Linked DNA regions of Gossypium raimondii: region 1 is linked to region 2. Evidence: chromatin contacts called from public Hi-C data. All regions are on one chromosome and are shown on one strand. Each heading gives the region's core, a stretch centred on a gene start, on an enhancer-like site or on the middle of the called end of the contact. The rest is flanking DNA. Distances are from core to core; before and after follow the strand shown.

The links. Hi-C and Micro-C count contacts between places; a contact is called where the count stands out from the background.
Region 1: a contact with region 2 is called in a Hi-C map of leaf, with 2.7 times the contacts expected there. The contact joins the promoter of LOC105798425 here to the promoter of LOC105798422 in region 2. A contact is called at or near these places in 2 of 2 Hi-C or Micro-C datasets (both in leaf).

What each region holds. Positions count from the first base shown.
Region 1 is chr9:11,270,144-11,274,683 of ASM2569854v1, reverse strand. LOC105798425 (cytochrome c1-2, heme protein, mitochondrial) reads left to right here and starts at 3,232. Exons shown (of 8, transcript XM_012628482.2): 1 at 3,232-3,371; 2 at 3,784-3,854; 3 at 4,391-4,540. The coding sequence starts at 3,798. It overlaps LOC105798426 (kelch repeat-containing protein At3g27220), which reads right to left and starts at 2,256. Exons shown (of 7, transcript XM_012628483.2): 1 at 1,944-2,256; 2 at 1,683-1,847; 3 at 1,359-1,588; 4 at 1,095-1,265; 5 at 896-1,001; 6 at 544-753; 7 at 84-456. The coding sequence starts at 2,186. The coding sequence ends at 292.
Region 2 is chr9:10,985,358-10,989,848 of ASM2569854v1, reverse strand. LOC105798422 reads left to right here and starts at 1,771. Exons shown (of 5, transcript XM_052621158.1): 1 at 1,771-2,236; 2 at 3,122-3,269.

The sequences.
Region 1 (4,540 bases), core at 1,983-4,482, 280 kb before region 2:
ATTAGAATAAAAATAATTATTTTTCTATTTTTTTCCTCTCATTTTTCTTTTCCAGTCAAACACATTCAAAATTTATTTTCTTTCTTTTTTTTTTTTCCTTCCTCCTCCCATCCCTATACTTTTCCATTCAACCAAACACACCAATTTTTACAGACTTATTATTCACAGTATAATGTGGTACACACATGACGCTAACAAAATTTCTGATGTATTTGAAACAGCTATGATAACGTAAGCTTTGTATTCCTTGAAAGAACAGAGACGTAAATAATGTACAAACATGGTTAAGAATTAGATATTCAGTTTGGTTCTCCACATCTCTCCAATCACCTTCTTCGGTTGCGGATTATCTGGTCCTCTGTCTCGTTGTCCCGATGTAAAATACAAATATCCGTCCCAGAAACCGGCTAAGGTTGTCTTCACACGGTAAGGAAGCTTTCCGATCACCGACCAAGTCTGCAATTAGCAAATTCATTTAGCATGTTTCAGTTGCTTCCATTGCCTTAAGAAAAGTCTCTTTTTTCAGACAAAGCACACACATACCAGTGAATCTAAATGAAACTGGAAAACTTCCCCGACCAGGATCATCCTTTTGGTCTCTGGATGTTTTTCTGTTGTGCCGCCTGTAATTATGATCGAATTGTTGACAACTACCCAAGAACATTCTATGTGGGAGTTTGGTTTTGGCAGTGGAGGTAACACTTCCCATTTCTTCATTTCAGCGTCTAGCATGTAAACATCCCCATATACAACCTAAAATAATGATGAAGCATTTCAGGTTATATAAGAAACCAGAGAATCCAACATGAAAAAACATGGCAGGTTAAAAAACATGTCTGAATAATGATCATCATGGCTTGCAATGAACCTATCCATTAACTAGCTATTTATATACCTCGTGTCTACGAGAACATTTGAAGATAGGTGATCCAGGTTTTGCCATAAAATCTCCCTCTTGACCGCCGATTACAAACAGTCGATCGTTTATCGCAACAGAAGCCCTGTCAAAACGATTAGTCACCGCGTAAATTAGTCAATCTTTATAGGCTAGAATCCTCAAGGTATTAACATTTCCAAAAGAGCAATAACAATACCTATGCGGTCCTCCACGAGGAATCGGGATCTCAGTCCGCCACTCTTTCTCCAATGCCTTGCCATCTTTCACTGCTATACTCCAATGCTCCAATCCCGGTGTGTGGCGGTTCTCTTTGCTGCCTCCCATCACATGGAGCCTGCCTTTCCATAACTGAGTTGCTGGGGCATACCTGAAATTTTTTCAATGTTGAAAAAAAGTTAGTTCATTCGACATTTATCCAAGTTCAGTGTGGTTCATACAATCACATATCGGTGTCACATACCTTGGGGCTGGCAAAGGAGGCAAGCTTTGCCATTCCCTTGTTTGAGTATCAAGAACATAAGTACGAGATGTCGGGGCCCGACATTGGGGACCATATTGACCTGACACTACATATATGTATCTCCCATCACTTGCTACTCCTAGATGTGAATTCGCCATGTCTTTTGGTGTATCGAACTTGGCACGCCATGTATTATCAGTGAAATTAAACACATCAACATGAGAGTGCACCTGTTGTTGAAAATCAAATAAACATCAATTACATTCATCCATTCAATCTAATCAACAATTTAAAACCAAAGTGTTCATAGATTGATAAACTTACATGGTCAAGGGTACCATATCCTGAAAGAACATAGAAAAGGTTGTTAATTTGTATAGCTGAACCATCAAGGCGTGGAACTGGTGCTGATGGCATTTGTTCCCATGCCAAATCTGGTGCTGGTAAATCCGCAAATGTTGCTGATAAAAATCTCTTCTTTTTCCCAATCTAAAATTTTACAAATAACATAGCAAAAAAAAAAAAAAATCTATCACCAAAAGAACAAATTTTTAAAGAGAGGGAAAGAAAAAAAAAAGACAAAACCTTGTCGTCAACGTTGTGTTGTTGTTGTTGTTGTTGTTGAGAAACAAAGATACGAGGTTTTTGAGACACCCAATTGGATGCAAACCTAAGATATGAAGAGCTAAAAGAAGAAGAAGATGCCCAGAAGAGATCTACAATGCAAGCCAATCCCAAAAGACAAAAGAATAGAGCAAATATAAATTTTGTGTAACTGTTGTTGCTCTTGCTTTGATGTTGATGGTGGTGAGGTAGATTTTTGCCCATTTTTCTTTTTGCAGGTTCATAAGAGTATTGCTCATCTCCATTTATTTATTAGAACGTAAAGGGAATACAGGGGTTGGAGGAGAAAAAAGAAAGACAGCTTGAGACAGCAGTAACTTTGAACTCTGCTAAAAATGTTGGGCGCCAATGGTTTTTCATTGCCTTTTGAAGTTCACTAATTCTTGGGTAAATTACATCTCATGTCCTAAATTATGCTTCAAAATTTACATTAGTCCTAAACTATAATACTCAAAGTATCGGTTAGGTCCTTTTAGCATTTGGATAACTTGGGAATCGTATGCCACGAGTGTTTTAAAAATCAGGATAGTGGTTGAACTGTTTAAACTATGTTCAACATTCGATTTGAACAATCATATAAAAATAAATAATAAAAATATTCATAAAACATAAAAAATATATATAAAATCCGTTCAACTGATTCAAATTGTTGACTTTTTGTTCTGACTTCCAATTTTTTATTAGTTTGAGCAGTTCGTTTAGAGGTCGATTCAACTTCTATATTCAGACTAGTATATCAATCAATTCGGTTCAAATAACACTAAATATTGCATAAAAACTATATTTTTTATTAGATTCATGCTTATTTAGCATCCAAATTAATAATTAGATTAACGAAAGAACCTAATTGATATGATACTAATATTTTAAAAACTCAATTCGAGCATTTTAAAATTTAGAACTTGTTTAAAATATAAATCATAACTTGAGGATGTACTGTGGAATTAATCCTTTAATTTTATGTGTCTTCCGAGGTTGAAAATTCAAGGGCAATCCTCGGCAGTTGTTTTCATGATCGGTCGGTGGATGCAATGGGCTGTCTCTGCAAGAAAAAAAGGGGCCTGTCTGTTTTCTTTTTATTTATTTGTGGAGTCTCCTTTATGGGCTGGTTTTATTGCTGTCCACTACTTGGGTCTCATGTCACTGAAAAGACCAAACACAAGACCTGGCAGTTTTCAAGGCCATCCTAAAAGCCCAAAACCTTACTGTCTGTTGGTGGACACGCGACTCGACTAAATCTCAATCACTGCTTTTTTTTTCCTACTATAATTTATGCTGTTTTCTCTTATACTTTTCGTTTTGTTCCTTTGGATCTGTGAGGCAGCCGCCGGTTCCTTTGACCACCACCACCACCACCTCTCTGTGATCAACCTTCACTCTCTTTTTCAAGTTAGTTCTCTGTCTTATGCTTTCTTCACATCTTCTTTTAATCTTTGGGTTTATTATTTTTATTATTTTTTCCTCCATAGTTGTTGGATCTGCCCCCAGATCCTCTATGTTAGGGTTTTCAAGTTCCTCCTTTTTTCATTTTAAACTTTAACCTTTTTTTGGCTTCCTTATGCTATTCCTTAGATTGGGTTTACTGTTCTTTGTGTATTGTATGTTTATCCTTTGATTTTATGATTACCCACTTGTTTCAACACTGTTAAAGCTTTTCCTTTTTGGAGAATTTAATGATTATTTGACTGAAAAAAAGGAACCTTTATATGAATTCTCTTTTTAATCTCATTTTGTCCTTTTTTTTTGAACATTTTAATTGTAAATATACATTTGCTTATTAAGTTTCAGCTGAACTTTTCAGGGAAATTAACTGAAATGGCTGGAGGATTAATCCACCAGGTTTTAAGGAGGAAATTTCAATCACAGTCTGCTGTAAGATTCTTTCCTAGTTTTCCTTCATTGATGTTAAACTTATACTTACCTATGGAATGAGGTCATGAAGACCATGCAATCTACATGGTTCTTACTGGATTTTCTTAGATAATCTTGAAATATTTTGCTACATGGATTCTAGTATTTGTTAAATTGTAGCAAGTTTTCATTCATTGATCCTAGTTTTCTACTTTCCTCAAGATGAATTCTAACTTTTAAGGCAAGCTTTGTCCAATTGCGGTATGTTTTCATCCTATATTACTCTTACTTGGGTGCTAATGTCTGATATGCAAGTGTGCATTGAGATGGGTATGATCAGATTTTTTAAAGTTTTTCCATGTATTTGGAGTATCCTTGGATGTTTATCTTCATACTCAAGTGTCGGATACGAGTCTTGGACGTGTGCACTTCATGAACAATGAAGAGTCAGAGCAAAAAAAGTTTTCATCTCTGAATAATAATGAAAAGTTTCTATAGGATTTAACCTGGAATGGTTTTCTCCCAGTTACCAATACTTGTTCTGTATTATTGCTCAGGTTCAAGCTTTATCATGGTTTTCATCAAGGAAAGTTAATGACGATGCGGGTTCTGCTGGTATGAGGACTGTTGCACTCCTTGGAGCTGGTGTTTCAGGTTTACTAGGTTTTGCAACAGTAGCATCTGCTGATGAGGCAGAACACGGTTTA
Region 2 (4,491 bases), core at 522-3,021:
AACTGTTTCGATAGCCAAGACTAGTAATCTCCCCAATTGAAATTGTAGGTGACGTAATAATCCTTCTAAGTATTTGAACCAGATGCTCACTTTGATTCTTTTACGAGATTACAGACTCATTTAGATTTATCTTTCTCGCAATGTAAACAAATTGAACTTAAACAATCAATGAACTAATATTTGCTTGTCTCAATTTCGTTATGCATGCAAAATATGAAAGATAAAAACACAAAATACATAATAGTGAAATGTGAAATTAACTTTATTTATTTATTCACCGTTCAAATACATACAAAACAATTACATTTTTACTACAATATATGCACATTTCCCAACATAAACTTATTTAATTATGAATTGCTTTAATTTTGAAGTAAATTAACTAAGATGACCTTTTAATTTAATTTTCAATTTGAACTCAATTATTTGATTTATTTATCTAATTAAATAATAATCCAATAAAACTTAATTAACCGTACGCCATCTCTTGTTACTCTAAGAAATTTCAATTATTATGATAAATAGTTCATGCGATCTATCACTCCAAATCATTTATTGATTGGTCCATACTTTAACACGCATTCCATATAAATCTATAACAATTTATCAAATAGACTAATTAGCCATATATAATGTAGGTTAAAATAAAATGTAATTAAGTTATATACCTAACATACCAAATTTTTGCTTATTATTTGAGACACATTGATTATAAATATATTAAAGTACACAAGTCATACATATATAGTCATTCATTTACTCAATATTAAGGTAAGTCGCACAATGAATAAAAAAATCTATAAATAGATTTAATATTTTTTCATCTTGAGTTCAATCCAATGCATTATCAATCCAAATAACCACATTAATATCTCTATCTTGGGAGTCAATTATGCTTTGGTAGTCGAGATAAGTTATATCCCTATTTGAACTTATAGACAACATAATAGTCTTAACATGAGTTAATTGCTAATCATGCCTAAATTTGATAGTCACTATCTTATCAAGGTTAGAGATGAACATAACCTTTGTTGACGGGATTGACTTCATATTTTTGTTTAACTTTTCATGGTTTGTTATCCATGAAGAGGAAATGAGAGAGATTATCATTTCTCTAATCGAAACCTTTGAAACATGTACAAAAGTGATTGAGTTTTTTCAGGTGTTGAACTTTACGAATTAGATATCGTGTTTATAGGATTAAACTATCGATTACATAATCTTGGATTCCATAAACGATATTATAGCGGAGAGCGAATTGGTTTGTGGTGTTGACCATTTTTGCTCAAGCAACAACTTTGAGACTTTTGATAAGAGTTGAATCTTTTATGTGCCATGTTGTATGTGGGAGTAGAAAGTCGGGTAGACTATTCCTAAGTTGAGTGAGGTTTCTATAATACCTACGTTGAATAAAAAAAACAAAAGTTCTAATTTTTATTTAAATAATCTCTTGAAATTTGAGATTTAATTTTTTTAATTTAACATAATTTGATTTTTATATTTTTATTATATTATTAAATTGATAACACTATTATTTATTGTTGTTATGACATAACTTTTAAATAAAAATATTAAAATTAAATATGTAACTAAAATGTGAATTTTGTTATTAGTTGTACATAGTTGACTAGATTTTTCATGTAACTCAGATGGTGTAATTGAGTAATAATTTAAAAAATATATTGTTATTTTAATGGTAGGATATTATAAGAGAAATAATAGGGAATTAAGGAACTATCCTAAGCAAAGTATATTGTAGTACATTGTCATGCAGTTCGTGAATCACTTCATTTAAAGGCGAAGTGAAAACTGACACCATGTTTGGTTTGGTGTAATAGATTAGTCATTACACCCCTATTCCGTGGGCTCCACTAATCCCCAATTAATCTCGTGTTTGGTTTGATGTATTACCTATTACAGGCCTATTACAACACGGATGTATTCCTCATTTTCTCTGCTTCACCAACGATTAGCCATTCCGTTCCAAAAGTAAGGATTAGCTAATCGTTTCTGTTTTACCCTCCCCAGCCAAAATCTGCTGCTCCACCCTACCCTCTCCCTCCCAACATCAATAGCAGTTTTCTTCGAACCAAATCTCCACCGTCTCAGATCGCCAGTGAGTAATCCCAACAGCAGTTGCCAATGAAAATTGCCCTTTCTTCAAAAACCCAGCCCTAAATCCTTCTCCTCTTTCAATACTCCATTCGAACAGGTTGTGGCGTCTCCGTCCTTTGAGGTATGGCTCTGTTTCTTTAACTTTATCATTGAGCGACTCTTTTCAAGTCCAAAATTAGTCTACTCAGCTTTGAATTTAGGCCTATTTTTGCACAGTTACGGTCTTTTGGGGTTCTTTGTTTTTTGTTTTTTATTGGTTTGGTTAAATCATGTTCTGGTATTTGGATTTAAACAAAAAAAAGAGAAAGACGATGACGATTGTTAAGCCAATTGTGAAAAAGCAGTAGCAACAACAACCGTTTACCTTAAACATTTTTTCTTTGCTAAGGGTTCTTGCTTTTCAAACCATTTTTTCGCCATTTTTCTTGTAATTGTTTTTCTTGTTATAGTTCAGATTTTAGATTTTTTGGTTGTTGAGTCTTAGAGGCAGTTGTATTCAGTAATGGCTGGCTTGCTTTGATGCATTGCTTTTGTATATCTTTGTAGAAAACGAATCTGTATCTATTTTTAACACAAATTTGATTAGTTCATGCCAATGGATTTTTAACGTTAAATTAGTTATTGGCGTTAGAAATTTACTCTTATGCCTGGAAGGAGATCTGGCTTACAGATCAACTACTGGAGTTAATTGTGGAAATTTGTTTGATTTGGTTTCTTATAAAATTGTTACCCTGTTCTATTTATGTTAGAGTAGCTGAAATCTGAGGTTGCATTTGTCATTAAGAAATAGAAATCCAAAAAGAGAGGAAATTGATATCATCCCCTCCACTTTTTGCTTGGAATTGCGTGCTTCAAATGTTCACTAATATGGTTAAAAATTCATGTTTTAAAATTCTGTCTTCTTGTGAAAGTTTGTAGCAGTTTGTTGAATCATGCTTCTTGTTGATTTAACTTTGTAAATTCTGTGAACAAGTCTAAACCTTTACTGCTGATTTCAATGACATAGCTGCAGCTATAATTCACTGCTGATTCTTGCGATCCATGCATGCATGCTCTGTTAGCGGCTTGACTTGCAGTCTGGAAGGATTAATTCACTGCTGATTCTTGTGATCCACTGCTTCATTTTTTCTCTCGGTCTCAGCGTTTGGTTTGAGGTATGAATCTTGAACTTTTCATTTCTTTGCCTGCCTTTGCCTTGGATTGTGGCATGTTCATGTGTGTAGTCTTCAACCAGATTCACCAACTATATTATGTTTGATATGTGGTTTGAAACACTGAAAAATTGTACTGCTGGACAGTGAGATTTTGTTTGAAATTTTGACTGTTATACTTTGTTGTTTCATCTTGTTTTTTGACAAGTATAATAATTTTTCTGTTATACTTTGTTGTTTCGGAAAATCCATAGCCGTTGTGATGTGTTGTTAGAAATAAATTGTTTGGAAGCATTGCATCATGTTAAGGGTACTCTAATGATACAACAACTGAATTCGTATGTCATTCATAAATCCCCATTAAGGTAAACACCGTTGTTATAAGCTGTAAGCCTGTGTTTACATTCTCAACTCCCCTATTAATGTGCTCCCCACTTATCTGCAATTTTATCTTCTAAAAAAGGTAGTGATATTATTATGCAAGTCAAAGGTGGCAAGCGATATTTGGAGAGCTACATGGCCCCATTTGCCAGCCAATTTGCTTGCATGAAATGACAACCGGATGATAAAACTCGAAGCCAACCCTTGTTTATTAGGAGCTTCAATTTGGACTTGCCAGAATATTACTGTTATTGGAAGAAACTTATTAGCTTAAGGGTAATGTGAAATTTCTACTGGGGGTTGGTTATTTGTTCCATCTGAATTGGTTTGGGTTTAGAGATAATAATTTTATTGGAAATGAGTTGTTGAACTCGATTAATAAAATGTGTAAACCAAGAAAAAGAAAACCCAATCATGTTGGACGAACTGTTGAATAAAAGAACAAACAATCTCTGTTTATACAAATGAAAAAGGGTTGTCAACCTTTGGACTCTTGTTTTTGTTTTTGTTTTTTGTGATCCACCATGTCATTACCACTCTAAAATTTGGATCAAGTATTAATTCCTACCCAACATCCAAGCAGCATTATTGGGACCTTGTTTCCATTATTCCATTTCATAAACAATTTTGCGTTTTATGACCCTACCTTTTGCCTTTGATAATTGCACCCACAGTCCCCCTCTTATTATAGGAAAATCAACTTCCAATGCCAATATTTCTTTTTATTTGATTTGATTATTCAAAGATATTTCAATTTGTTTCTTCTTCTTTTATTTTCTTTTTTACCTAATAGAAGATGGCTTAGGGTATGTTAATTATGCGTTTAGGTCAAGTTTATGGCATG